Linked DNA regions of Mus musculus: region 1 is linked to region 2. A link is a contact called in public Hi-C data. All regions are on one chromosome and are shown on one strand. The core of a region is the stretch at or near the end of the contact, and the rest is flanking DNA. Distances in the headings are between cores, read along the strand shown. Region 1 overlaps Bcas3 (breast carcinoma amplified sequence 3). Region 2 overlaps Bcas3 (breast carcinoma amplified sequence 3).

The links. Hi-C and Micro-C count contacts between places; a contact is called where the count stands out from the background.
Region 1: a Hi-C map of liver shows a contact between it and region 2, with 1.6 times the contacts expected there. The contact joins two enhancer-like sites. A contact is called at or near these places in 1 of 15 datasets of contacts at CTCF or cohesin (the NIH/3T3 cell line), 4 of 484 Hi-C or Micro-C datasets (the N1E-115 cell line, embryonic stem cells, liver and 1 more), 1 of 115 datasets of contacts at active chromatin or transcription factors (embryonic stem cells) and 1 of 9 other capture datasets (embryonic stem cells).

The regions. Positions count from the first base shown.
Region 1 is chr11:85,694,003-85,700,056 of GRCm38.p6, reverse strand. The region is part of intron 22 of Bcas3 (breast carcinoma amplified sequence 3); the gene reads right to left. Among named protein-coding and RNA genes, the nearest start is that of Bcas3os1, 23 kb to the left of the region's middle. Within about 2 kb of position 3,141, at least 71 of the 459 cell types and tissues checked have an H3K27ac peak or open chromatin away from gene starts, as enhancers often do. A contact at or near this core is called in liver, where this site is marked.
Region 2 is chr11:85,659,183-85,665,412 of GRCm38.p6, reverse strand. All of the region lies in intron 22 of Bcas3 (breast carcinoma amplified sequence 3), which reads right to left. Among named protein-coding and RNA genes, the nearest start is that of Bcas3os1, 57 kb to the left of the region's middle. Within about 2 kb of position 1,847, at least 3 of the 459 cell types and tissues checked have an H3K27ac peak or open chromatin away from gene starts, as enhancers often do. A contact at or near this core is called in liver, where this site is marked.

The sequences.
Region 1 (6,054 bases), core at 1,892-4,391, 33 kb before region 2:
CTGACTTCTTGCCTCAAACTCCCCGTCCAACCAAAGCCCATACATCTTCCTTCTCCTCCTTGGTTTTTTCCTTTATATCCTAAGCCTCTTGCTTTAGTCTCCTGAGTGCTGAGATGACAGATGTGAGGCACCACCTGGCATTACAGAGCTTAAAGAACAGCAGCTCAAATGTGTTCCTTTCAGTGTCATGGTGTAGCGAAAAGCCTATGGATCCGAGTCTCTAGAACCCAGCTTCAAAGTCGGTTCCTACTATGCATCCTTTATAGGCTCAGCCTTCTTATCTATGGAACAAAAACATTAATCTACCAGCAGGATTACTGTGAAAAGAAGAAACTACACAATGAGGGGCGGGGCCTAGTATGTGTGCGCATGTGCGTGCGTGTGTGTGTGTGTGTGTGTGTGTGTGTGTGTGTGTGTGTGTGTGTCTCATGGTGTGCATTGCTTTGGTGGCATTGCTCAAAGGTCCCTGACACCCAGAAGGTATTCTTACCTTCCCCCAAGTTATCAGGAGAATGTGATCTTCACACTCAACCCCAAGTGAAACACACTTCCCAAAAAATATTTAAGATGCAGGGAAAGGCTTTTAGGGCTGTGAACTTTCAACACAGGAATGATGTGCCCACTCTTTAAGAGTGTTCTCTTAAAGAAGCATATTCCCATTTAAAAGGTCACATTGTGAGCCATTTGGTTAAAATAGTAACACAGAATAAACATTAACCAGAGCTTCTCTTTGGTCTTTACTACTCCAAGTGTATCACCCCGAGAGTAAGTTGTACCTTAAGACATTTTAGGATTATCTTGATTAAAATCTTTGAGTTCTTAGTTTTAAGTAGGAAAAAGCTAATCTCTGAAAGCCAAGTTTAATACTTTTAGCATGATCGAGATCTTAACAGTTGCATGTTATCCTCTGTTACTCCTGAGTGACGTGCTGAAACATGATCACCAAAGGGAATGAAGTCCTTTCTGTGTTAATCTTCTAGTCACTGATAACAGAGAGATGATTAACATCAGACAGGGAAAGTAACTCATCCTTAGACCACCACACTCATCACCACTGCAGGACAAGGAAAGCTGCTCCCTGCCCTTTTAATAGCTTCTCTGAGGGGCTCAGTGCTTTCGGCTAAAAACTTTGAGGACCGAGTAAAACCCAAACCCGGAAATCTGTAGAGCTACAGTCAGCTCACAGCCAGGCTTTCCTCTAGGGTAAATGGGCATCTTCCACAGGCCTACCATCGAAACTCCATGCAGGGGGCTGTCCTCTCAGCTAATCAAAGATGGTGGTGCCGATTAACCACATCTATCAATTCTATGGTGGCTTGCACCTTCACATTCGAAAACTGAGCAGACACAATCAGCTTGGAAGAACTGTATCCCCACCATGTCTACTGCTCGGAGGAGAAGCTGGCTTGGAGGTGTACTAGTTTGCTTCAGTTGTGAAAAACCGAAAAAACTACCGATAAAAATGTAAAGTCTTAGGTTTCCAAGCATTTGGATTTCTTGTTTGCGTGTCTGGACTCTGCAATATCCATTTTGATTTTGCTATTTCTAGCCCATAAAGCCGTCACGGGAGCTTGGCCTCGGCGCCCTGAGAGGAAATCTGGCTTCCACCTCTGGGACACACGTCTCAGTGCTTAAGTCTCTCTGACCCTGCCAATCACTCCTCCCAGAAGCCACAGCCTGGCTTACAATAACAGAGTATATCAAAGAAGACAGGAAAGAAAACAAGACAGTGGCAAGGTCAACAGAGGACAAGAACATGGTGCCGATACCCCACGGAATCTGGGAAGCAGAGAGCCATACACTAACGGCATCAGATGTATTTCCCAGAAAAGGCAAAGCCGTAAAGGCCGATACCTCGCCAAAGGCGGCTCTTGCTGCTTTCAAAGCTCTGTGGGAAGTAACTATAAGACTGGACTGTGACAGAGTCAGTCAGATGGCAGAACCATTTGCTGAGTTTCATTGCAGCCCACAAGTTTAAACCAGTGTAGGGTGGCAACTGTCACACCCAGGTCCTCTCCAGTGTGGCAGTCACCCGTGCACAGAAATCTTCTCACAATTGCCATTCTACACGGAGGCCTCTACATGAAAGCACACCTAGTCCATGATCATAAAGTCAGCAAGATAAAGGGAGAGAGCCTGGTGCTAAGAAGTTGGGATCTGAAGTTACCTAGGTTTAAGACATCATTCTTGCTGCATGGACTTGGGAAAGTCACTAGGATTCGTTGAGTCTCTCAGAGAGTTATTTTGATAATTTAGTGTCCTGGCGTATGGTACAGTCCCAATACGTGTTAGTTTATTAAAGACAGCAACTTCAAAAAAGAAGGGGAACTGTGGATGGCCACTTCCTCTTTCTTCTGACCCCCTGACCTTGATGCAGGCTCTCAGCTACTCTCTCACACTGCCTTCTGTATTTCCTGCCTAAGTCCCTTTGCCCTTATCTGGCTCACTCTGAATGTTGGTCCATACATAGTGACTAAATCACTCCAAAGATGCTCATCTTCACTGACACATCACCAAATCACTAAGGCAACTTTTGTTTAATGGAAGGTCTCATTACGCCACTCTCACTGGCCTAGAAGTTGCTGTGCAGACCAGGTTGGCTTTGAACTCAGATACCTTCCTTCCTCTGCCTCCCAAGGGCTAAGATTAAAGAAGTGCATCACCACTGCCCAGTTTTTGTAAGCTTTATCCAGCATGGAGCTTTCTCAATCATAGCACTTAATAAAATCAGTTAATGGAATAAATGAGTATCAACTATTCTCTCTCTAGTATAAGATCTAAGGAAAAGAATCTCTTGCTCTCGCCCTCCCGCCTTCTCACAGAGCAGCAGCAAAATGCGGCTGGTCACCACCTCAGGCACCGCAGGACGCGGAAGTTGCCAGCACTCCAAACTATGATAGTTGGCACACTGCTCTTTGCATCCAAGGAGTTAAATGGAGTCCTGGGGAGATAGAAATCTCTGGTTTTGTTGTTCAGTGAGGCTGCCTGACAAATGAAGATCCAGCTGCAATTGAAACATTCCAAGCTCACAAGGCGCCAAGTTTTACTAACTATAATTTAACTGGTCCAACTGCTGCAGCCCAAATTCTTGTTTAAATAATCAGCCTTTGTTTGAATACGCTCACAAACAGCACAGGCTAGCATTAGCCTCTGAGTATGTCATGTGAGCTGATTACCCCAGCTCGCAGTAGCAGAAACTCATACACAGAGGAGGATTATTCTCCTGGTATTACTGTTAGCTAACATATAATCAGTACCCCCACCCCAGTCTGCATCTCTCTTCCATAGTCTTCCCCAACCAACCAACCTCTCCCCCACCTCACCCCACACTCCCCTCTCCCCACACCCTCCTTGCTTCAAAAGTCTTCCAAGTTCAAACAAAGTTGAAGGGTGAAAAGGTCAGGAAAGTTTCGTGGCTGTGGCTGCTTAGAGAGAGGTAGGCTGAGCCAGGGTCTCGCACTCAACATCCACTAAAAGCTCAAGACTCTCATATTTCACTGTATTCCGCAGTGCACGGGCGCCTTGACACAATCTGTTTGGAATGAAATTAAGCCCTTGTTAATAAATTTTAACATAATAGAATAACTCCACCTGCCAAACCATCAAATCCGTGCATGAGCAACTCAAGTGGCTAACTCATTTGTCAAAAATGCCAAATTCTCAAACTTGTCCATTTGAGACAAAAGATACTCATTTGGGACCAGTGCAGTCTGCCTGTCTGCAAGCCACTGGCTATAAATACCTGAGGAAGACCGTGGAAACCCTGTACCTATTCTGTCTTCCAGCCTCTACCCGGCCAGTCACAGAGTCTGGAAGAATCAACACATCTGAAGTGCCTGGGACAGAGCAGGGCTGACTTAGAAAACAGTATTCCTTTTTGGTGGGAAGTTTCGAGTCAGATGTGTGGTTCTCACAATCAGTGCAAAAGCTGTTGGCTAGTCAACACCACAGCTCACGGTGAGCCGGCGGCATCGGCCAAAGGAACGTGGTTGATTACAGTGATGCAATTCAGAAAACTGTGAGTGAGACTGCAAGGCAGTCTGGACGTGGAGGTGCCCGTCCCTCCCAGCAGCCACTGTGACGGCAGCCACAGGGCACCCCAGGGAAGGACAGTCCTTTCCTTTGTAGGGAAGCCTGCGATTTCTTCAGCAGTTTACAAGAGTCTGCAAGGTCTCTATTAAGAAGATGGGTAGGAATCGAAACATGTCAGCCTGCTCACAATCAGAGAGGGGGCATGGGGAATCAAGGCAATCCCTTCGAGTTCCAAAGTCCACAGCTTTCCTTGTGCGTGGTCACGGGGCCTTGGGCAAACAAAGGCGGGAGCTGGGAACTAGGACCAGTGGGCAGAGTCCAGCAATCCAGGGTATCTGTCTCCTCTCTCTTCACAGAGATGAGGGTTTCTGCTGTAAATCTGTGGTTTCCACATGCTTACACCCATGCTAGTTCTTTGTGTTGATGTATTACAGTGATTACTACCTTAAGTCACACAGTACAGCTCAAGACATCTCTCCCTGATATGAGTAGAGAACAAAAAGAAAAAATATAACTAAGACTCAGTTCACATTAATCAGAATTATGGACTGGCACAGCTGGAGGAAAGCTCACCTAAACTGGAGCAAGAAAGCACCCAGAGCTAGCAGCAGAGCCAGAAAGGGCTTCTCCCAGCACGCACCCGCGTTAGCCAAAGCGTCTTCTCTCACGTCTGTTTGGGATCCTGCAGAAAACTTTATCAGAAAATAGTATCTGCTGTTCGGAGAGATAGAATGAGAGGCAGGTTCAAAAGTGAAAGAACTTGCTGATATTTCATTTTTAAGTTACACAAAAACAAAACAAAAACTAGAGGGGCAGGGGGACAAGGGCTGCAGCTTGGCCAGAGTCCCTGGGTGAACTGGGGAGGGTTCCTAGAACCCATTCGGGCTTCAGATCTGGAGCAGGGGGCTTACCCCTTGTCTTGGTCCTCTCTTTACTCAACCTGGACAGGGAAGAGCACCAGGCTCTCTCCCTTTATCATGCTGACTTTATGATCATGGACAGTTAAAATAGAAATATTCCTAGGGATATTTACCTTGCACAGGAGGCCACACTAACGTTCTATTTTAGAACTGGATGATGACCTATGAGGAGCTGGGCTGATGGGCTGGCTTCAGGTAGAAACTTGTTTCTGCAAAAGCTATTAGCCACACAAGGGTCTGGGAAACTCAGATTTTATTAGGAAATCTGTAAAAGCTTGGGGGTCAAAACTCTTCCCTGGGGCACAAAGGTGTGAAGCTTCTGAGAGGAGATTTGAGCTTTCAGGGCCTGCCCCATCAGCTCTAACCTTCATTGCCCCACCCCACCCCTCATTTCCACTGCTCCCTTAAGAGTACAGCCAGATAATACAGAGGGGAAGTATTTTCAGAGCCTTCTTAAGTAGTAATGAAGTTTATCACACTCCTACTCCAAATAGCCACTCCTTTAGTCCCCAGGGAGTGTCACTCAGCTGCAGATCCTTACAAAGCAATGACTTCTTCTAGGCATGAAACAAACACAGGGGCACAGGGCTCCATCTGGAAACACAGTCAGACTGAGGCAAACTCCATGAAATCCCAACTGAGACAGACAAAGCACTTTTACTAGCTCAAATCTTGCAGTAGTGATATGTTAAGCAGATACCTGATTCTCAAACAGCAATAAGAAAGATACTGTAATAATGATAATAACTATCCTTTCTGCAGGTGGCACTACAGGGGTTCAAAACATGCATAAAGCAGGAAGACTTAACCCAGACTGAAGTAGGTCTTGAAGGAACTGTCCATCACTCTGGTCCCAGCCCTCTTTTCTTAATATAAAGTCTCAGATAACCCAGGTTGGCCTCAGATTTACTATGCAGCCAACTGGACTGTCCTGTTTCCACTTTCCAGTTGCTGAAGTTATAGGCATTGCGTCACCAGGCCTGGTTTATGTAGTGTTAGGGACTGAACCTACGGCTTTGTATATGCTAGGCACCCAAAGGCCTTTCTCCACTTAAGAAAACACTCGTCCTGGGTTGTCGGAAGTTAGGGGTGTATACCAGGG
Region 2 (6,230 bases), core at 598-3,097:
GGCAGGGGAGTGGGGGTGGGTGGATATGGGGGACTTTTGGTATAGCATTGGAAATGTAAATGAGTTAAATACCTAATAAAAAATGGAAAAAAAAAAAGTGAAGAAAAGACAATGACTGCTTGCTGCTAACAGAACATGCCTCAACATTCCCAACCACAGGCATAAGCAAATGGCACGGCCTGAAGGCCGCTTTCCTAAGGTCAGAATTTAAAACTCTAATGTTATGGACCCTTTGTTACTAATAAATTGGGACAATGTCTATCATGTGATTTTATAGTATCTCCTGCTTTTCATTCTACTACTTGCCTCTAGTCTGTCTATCTTCTGTCTGTGCTTATAAGCCCTGTAAGTGATTCCCTTCAATAGCCATTACAGTACACCAGTACTCTTTAGCCACCATGCCCAAGTCCCCAGGTTACTCAGCATCTATTTGTTCTTGAGTATGCTTCCACTGTCACTAAGCATCCCCAAATCTTCCTCACCATTAATGTCATGGCTGAATAAATTATAACACTGAAGCTACTACTACTGTTATTATAACACTTAAAGTTAATCCTCAATATAGTTCTATAATCTGCACATCAGTTTTTTTACACTTATATTTTCATAGTGAAGTATGCCTTTAAAAGATCTCTAGCTGGTACTAGAGTAGTACTAAAGTCCTAGAAGTCTTGCTTCCTTAGAAGGCTGAAGCAAGTGCATGACTTAATCCCAGAGTTGCATATCAGACTAGGCAACAAATATTCAGTCTCACAAAAACATAACACACAAATAGCTTCTTGAGAAAAAGTGCAATAGTTGTCAGCTCTTGCCACTGTGTGAAAGAACTGAATGATTATGTTAGCTGGGTATAGAACTGAAACAAAGATTCTTTATCAATAAGTCCCATATATTAACATTTTAATAAGGACTAGGGTTCTTAGCATTCACAAAACCCTAGGTTCAATCCCTCGCCCCTCTCCTTCTTTGAATACATTCATCTCAGGGCTCCCCTCTGACAAGCTGAACATTAAGCATCGTTTCTTGCTTGTACACACACTGCACACATTATGTGCTTATTCAAAAGGTAAGATGTACATTCTGCTGAGATTATACAGAGAAAGGAAATCACCAAGAATTGTTAAAGATACATAAAAATTCAAGTAATCAAAAAAGCTGAGATCTAAGAGGAAGACTGTTGGTATAAAAGACCTAAAATCCACTTAGTTCTTCATAGGGTGGCCTATACATGCACAAAGTAGGCACTGTCTGCAAGTTCTCCTGTGAGGAAATAGCAGAGAATATTCACAATACAAGGAGCCTCTTTCCATTCAGACAGCTTTCAAAGGCAAATGTACTTTAAGAGAAGACACCTCTCCTTGCAGAATAGTTAGAAGAGCTTCCCTACAGTCAGGGCCCAAACAGATCATTAAAGTTAAACAGAAACAGAAGCTGCCAGTCTAAGAGCTGGAGACTATTTAAACTAAGATGAACTGTCCTGGACAAAGACACATAAATGTAACCCTGAAATTTTGCTCTGCACTGGCAATTTGGTGTGGAAGTGCAGAGAAAATCCAGAATGATGACTGCATTTGAACACTAGCATCTGGTGCCAAAGAGAGGAAAGGTTTTAAACCTTAGAGTCAGCACAGCTTTATGGCCTAGGACATTTGCTAGAAAGGGACTTGGATAGGAAAGAAAAATACCTTGATGATAAAAACTCAGGCCAGAAAGGAGAAACAGTCTACAACTGGGCAAGATTAGTTAATTCAGCACGTCACTAAAATAGGAAGAAATCTGTTAAGAAAAACAACATCACAGGCAAGAAACCCCCACAAACTTCTAACCTCAGGTTAATAGCAAGTGACCCATCTACTCTTAACCTCAAAGTCTGACCTCTTGACCCACAGCCAGTGGCCCTGTTCAGAAACATGTTGCCACCAGAGTAAATAAAAAAGAATGTAATGTGCTGAAATTGTTACTGCTAATGACAAGTGACACACACTTCATACTGCCCATAGCAAAATCATCAATAAATAACCCGGAACATGTCAGCCCATGGTATCGTTTCCTGCCCTGGGTCTAAAACTCTATTTATTTATTACTGTGAAAGGGGAAAAACATTCCCTTCAGCTCCAGGAACTGAAAGATGAAAAATTTTCAGGCAGAAAAATAAGGGGAAATATCAAGTGTGACTGTGCTGGCAAGCAGTGCTCCTCAATAATTCATATCCATGCTCTCTGTCCCTTGTAAAGGACAATGACAAGAGACTTCCACAGATAGCCCAGAAACCTTTCTGAGAATTAATGCACACCAGAGACACAGGCCCAACACAGAAGGCTCTGAAGAGTATTTTGAGTGACTTCTTAACATATCTTAGTGAAGGGTCTATCCTGATGTCCTGATAACTTTTCAAATCTTAAGAGTTGGTTATCAAGTTGAGTCTGTAAAGAATTCACATGTAGAAAGCAAAAGCACTTAGAAACTTCCAAAGGCTTGAACAAGTAAGACTTGTTTCACTCACCCTGACCCCAGCCAAATGTATTCCACATAAACACTTCTGGAAAAAATTCAGAGCAACAAATAGAACGAATTATGAGCATATCTATGACCGAATTTAAACAGCAGGAAAAACCACGTATACATAGGAAAAGGTATAAACAGAGCTGGCTCTGGGCAACACAGGGTAAAGCTGTGTGCATACACAGAAAAACAAAGTGAAGGTACAGGGACAGGCAGGTATTTCAAATAACATACACCTTAAAACAAAACCCACGTATACAATGTGTATGGCTTCATAAATAACCTACATTGCATAACACACAAAAAAGAAAAAAGGCTGTCTCTCAAAGTATCTGGGTTAAGGTGTGCACATGCACAAACACATGTTCTGTCTTCCTATCACATCTCTCATCAAGAAATACTATTTAGGAAAAGACAATAGAGAAGCAAACTGTACATCTGTGAAATAGGCTATTTGCTATTCAACTTGAAGACGAGATGGAAAAATCAAGGGAATTTGTTTGGCACAAGGCTAATACTTGTAGTCAAATGGAAACACAGAATATAAACTAACCACAATTCAAACAGATGATACTAAATTGTGTTTAACTGTAAAAGGTAAGTAATTTTTCATCTAGGCATATAATTTTTTTTTTTTTTACAAATACTTCTGTGCTAAAACTTCTCAAGAGTCAAAGATGCTGTGACATGCTTTTAATTGATTCGTTTTACACTCAGAGGGAGGATAACAGTGATTTGTGAAAGGACTTTTTTCCTTGCCTTGCACACATCTCTCATTTGTCCATCTTAATTCAATTAAAGGAAATAAGGACAGTTTGACCGATGAATGAACCATATTTTAACCGAGGACACTTCTATTTAAACTGGAGTGTATCAGCCACTGTAATTGTCAGTTAGTTACTTCCGTTCCCTAACTTTTGTTTTTCGAGGTCACAGCGTGGTCACAGAAGAGAAGAACATGGTACGATATGGATCACTACTCCAACCATTAGCTTGTTAGCCTGTACTCAAAAAGAGAAAACTTCAGGGAGCGACTGCTGCCTTATAGAGAAGGCTCAACCCTGACCATACCAATGCCCTTGGAAGCCAACTCAATAGTTCTTTATTGGGCTTTTGGTGATACAACTCTTGCCTCTACAGCACTGCTTTTTCTAGACTTTCATAGGGATGAAATTATACATATTATAGTCCTTTATGTGTAGCTTGTCATTTTAGCACAATGTTTTAAATTTATCCACATTTATGGGCATATAAGCATTCCTCCCCCTTTCTACATATGCATAGATCTTACCCAGGCTTAGGATACTACATCCATCACAGCTGGAATTCAATAGTTCCAAGGTTTCATAAGAAATAAGGTGAAAAAAGCCAAGGTTATAGGCAAGGCAGGCTCTGAAAATGTGAGGACATCTCAAACTGTCAGCAAGGTGTTGCCCAAGAAAGAGACTCTGTGGAGGAGAGCTTCCATATAAATCCAGGCATCCACAGATCTCAGAGCGTTTGTTCATCCCTTGAGCATGGATGAAATGTTGAGATATTTTCAGTGTGTGAACAAGGCTAACAGGGACACTCATGTACAAATTCATATACATGCAGATACTTATCCTGCAAGAAAACACAAACTATTTTGTTGTTGGTGGTGGTATTTTTTCAGAGATGAGGACCAAACCCAAGGCCTTGTGCTTGCTAGGTAAGCTCTCTACCACTGATCCCCAATCCAACACAAACTATTTTTAAAGGAGATATGCCATTCAAAACCTCAAAGATTCTCCCCACCTTACCCACGCTTGGTGCTGTCAGGCTCGGATTTGAGCCACTCTAGTGGCATCTGGTGTCATTTGTCCTAACAACAAGTGACAGAGCATCACTTTCCTTGTGATCTTAAAATCTTCTTGGTGATTGTTGTGTCATCACTGAGTTATAAAACTCCTTTCACAATCTGCATACAATTTGTTCATGAATATGGTCATCTCTTGTTCTCTGGGGAAGGGTGTCATACAAAGTCAGTGAAGGTGAATGTCAACACTCAGGTTTTCCACAGAAAAGACTGGGCTTGGTTTCTTCAAGACTCTAGCCAGACACTCTGTTAACTATTTACATCATATTGGTTTCTCTGCCAATGTCTGATCAGCAAGGAACACGACCAGTCCCAGCACTACTAAATTAAGACCCTTTTTCCATATAGTTTCTTCCATATGGTTTTGGGTAACACCTTGCTGACAGTTTGAGATGTCCTCACATTTTCAGAACCTGTCTTGCCTATCACCTTGGCATTTCTTATGAAATAAGGTAACCTTGGAACCAGCGAGCTCTGGCTGAGAAGGACAAGTGTTTTCCTGAGCCTGGGTCATGTATCGGCTTCCTGCCCCCAACAATGTGGCTCATTGTTTTTCTGAAATCAGCTGTTATCTCATGAATCCACAGATTTAGCTGCTCTTCTGCAGTCTTATCAAGTTCTAGACATTTCCCTAACATGTCCCCCATGTTCCCACATGCATACTGTCAAAGGTCCCTTTACAGACACTGCGGAATCACTAACATCTAATCCACAGCCAACAGCTACACAAAGCGGATACTAACACATGTAGTTCTCTCCCAGCTTCAGCCAATGAGATACAGAAATTACAGAAATAAGAGCAAATTTCTCATTAATTTGAAACTACATGGACTTGAAAGCAAAGTTACCTAAATATTATACTAAGTCAAGGTTTAGTTCATGGTGTTAGCAAGGTCTTTTCCTTTATTGTACCGAGACAAGCTCTGTCTCTATGCATCCCAGACCAGCCTCAGTTCATGGTCCTTCTACCTCCAGCTCTTAAGTGCAGGGCTGGAAAGGGAATGACACTGGGCCTGGCCATAACGAACTATTGATAATGAACTTGGACCCACGAAAACTGAAACATGGAAAAGATGGTAAAAATTTCTTTTCTAAAACCAAGATGTTACACATTTTTAATTAAAGAAAAAAATTTCTTTTTGTAAAAGTGTAATGATAATTAAAAAAAAACCAAACTTCTATCTAAGAACCCTAGAAGAATGACAAGAGAACACTCAGTTATTTTCCACCCAGAATCACAACTAAAAGGTGAGTGGGAGACAAACTGTGACAGCTCATCTTCAGGTCACCCTGCCTGGACTCAGAAGAGCCAGGAGACAGTCACGGGTGTGTCTGTGAGGGCATGCCTTCATAATTAACAGTTAGCAGGAAGTCCTGCTCTGAATGTAGGCAGAATTATCTCATGGGCTAGGGTCCCAGACTCAATACATGAGAGAAGATTCTGGAAAAGCCACTAGACACCAGCATTCTTTGGTTTTGCTTCTAGCTCTCCCAGTCAGGAGTCCTGGGACCATGGACTCTGCCGTCTCCTCCCTGCCCCGTGAGTTCTATCCTCACCTGTACAGTCTTTCCCCAAGAGGTTTCCCTCAGATTATTTGGCCACAACAATGACCAAAGTAATTAACAATTCCTCTACAAGGGAGTTATGTCCTTGAACAATGAAACTTTCAGTGTGAACTCACAGGAAATAGGCCATGGAAATAATTATGTCCTTAAATTGATATTGAAAGTAAAAGGAAAGGTATTCAGAACACAGCCTACAAATTCCAGCTAAATTTAAAGAAAGGCCAAGGACACTAAACTTATGGGCTCCTCAGCGGAAGCAGAAAATGCTATAAGGCACTCTGCACTCTACAGCGTGGGAAAAGCCTGAAGCAGAAGACGTAAATGG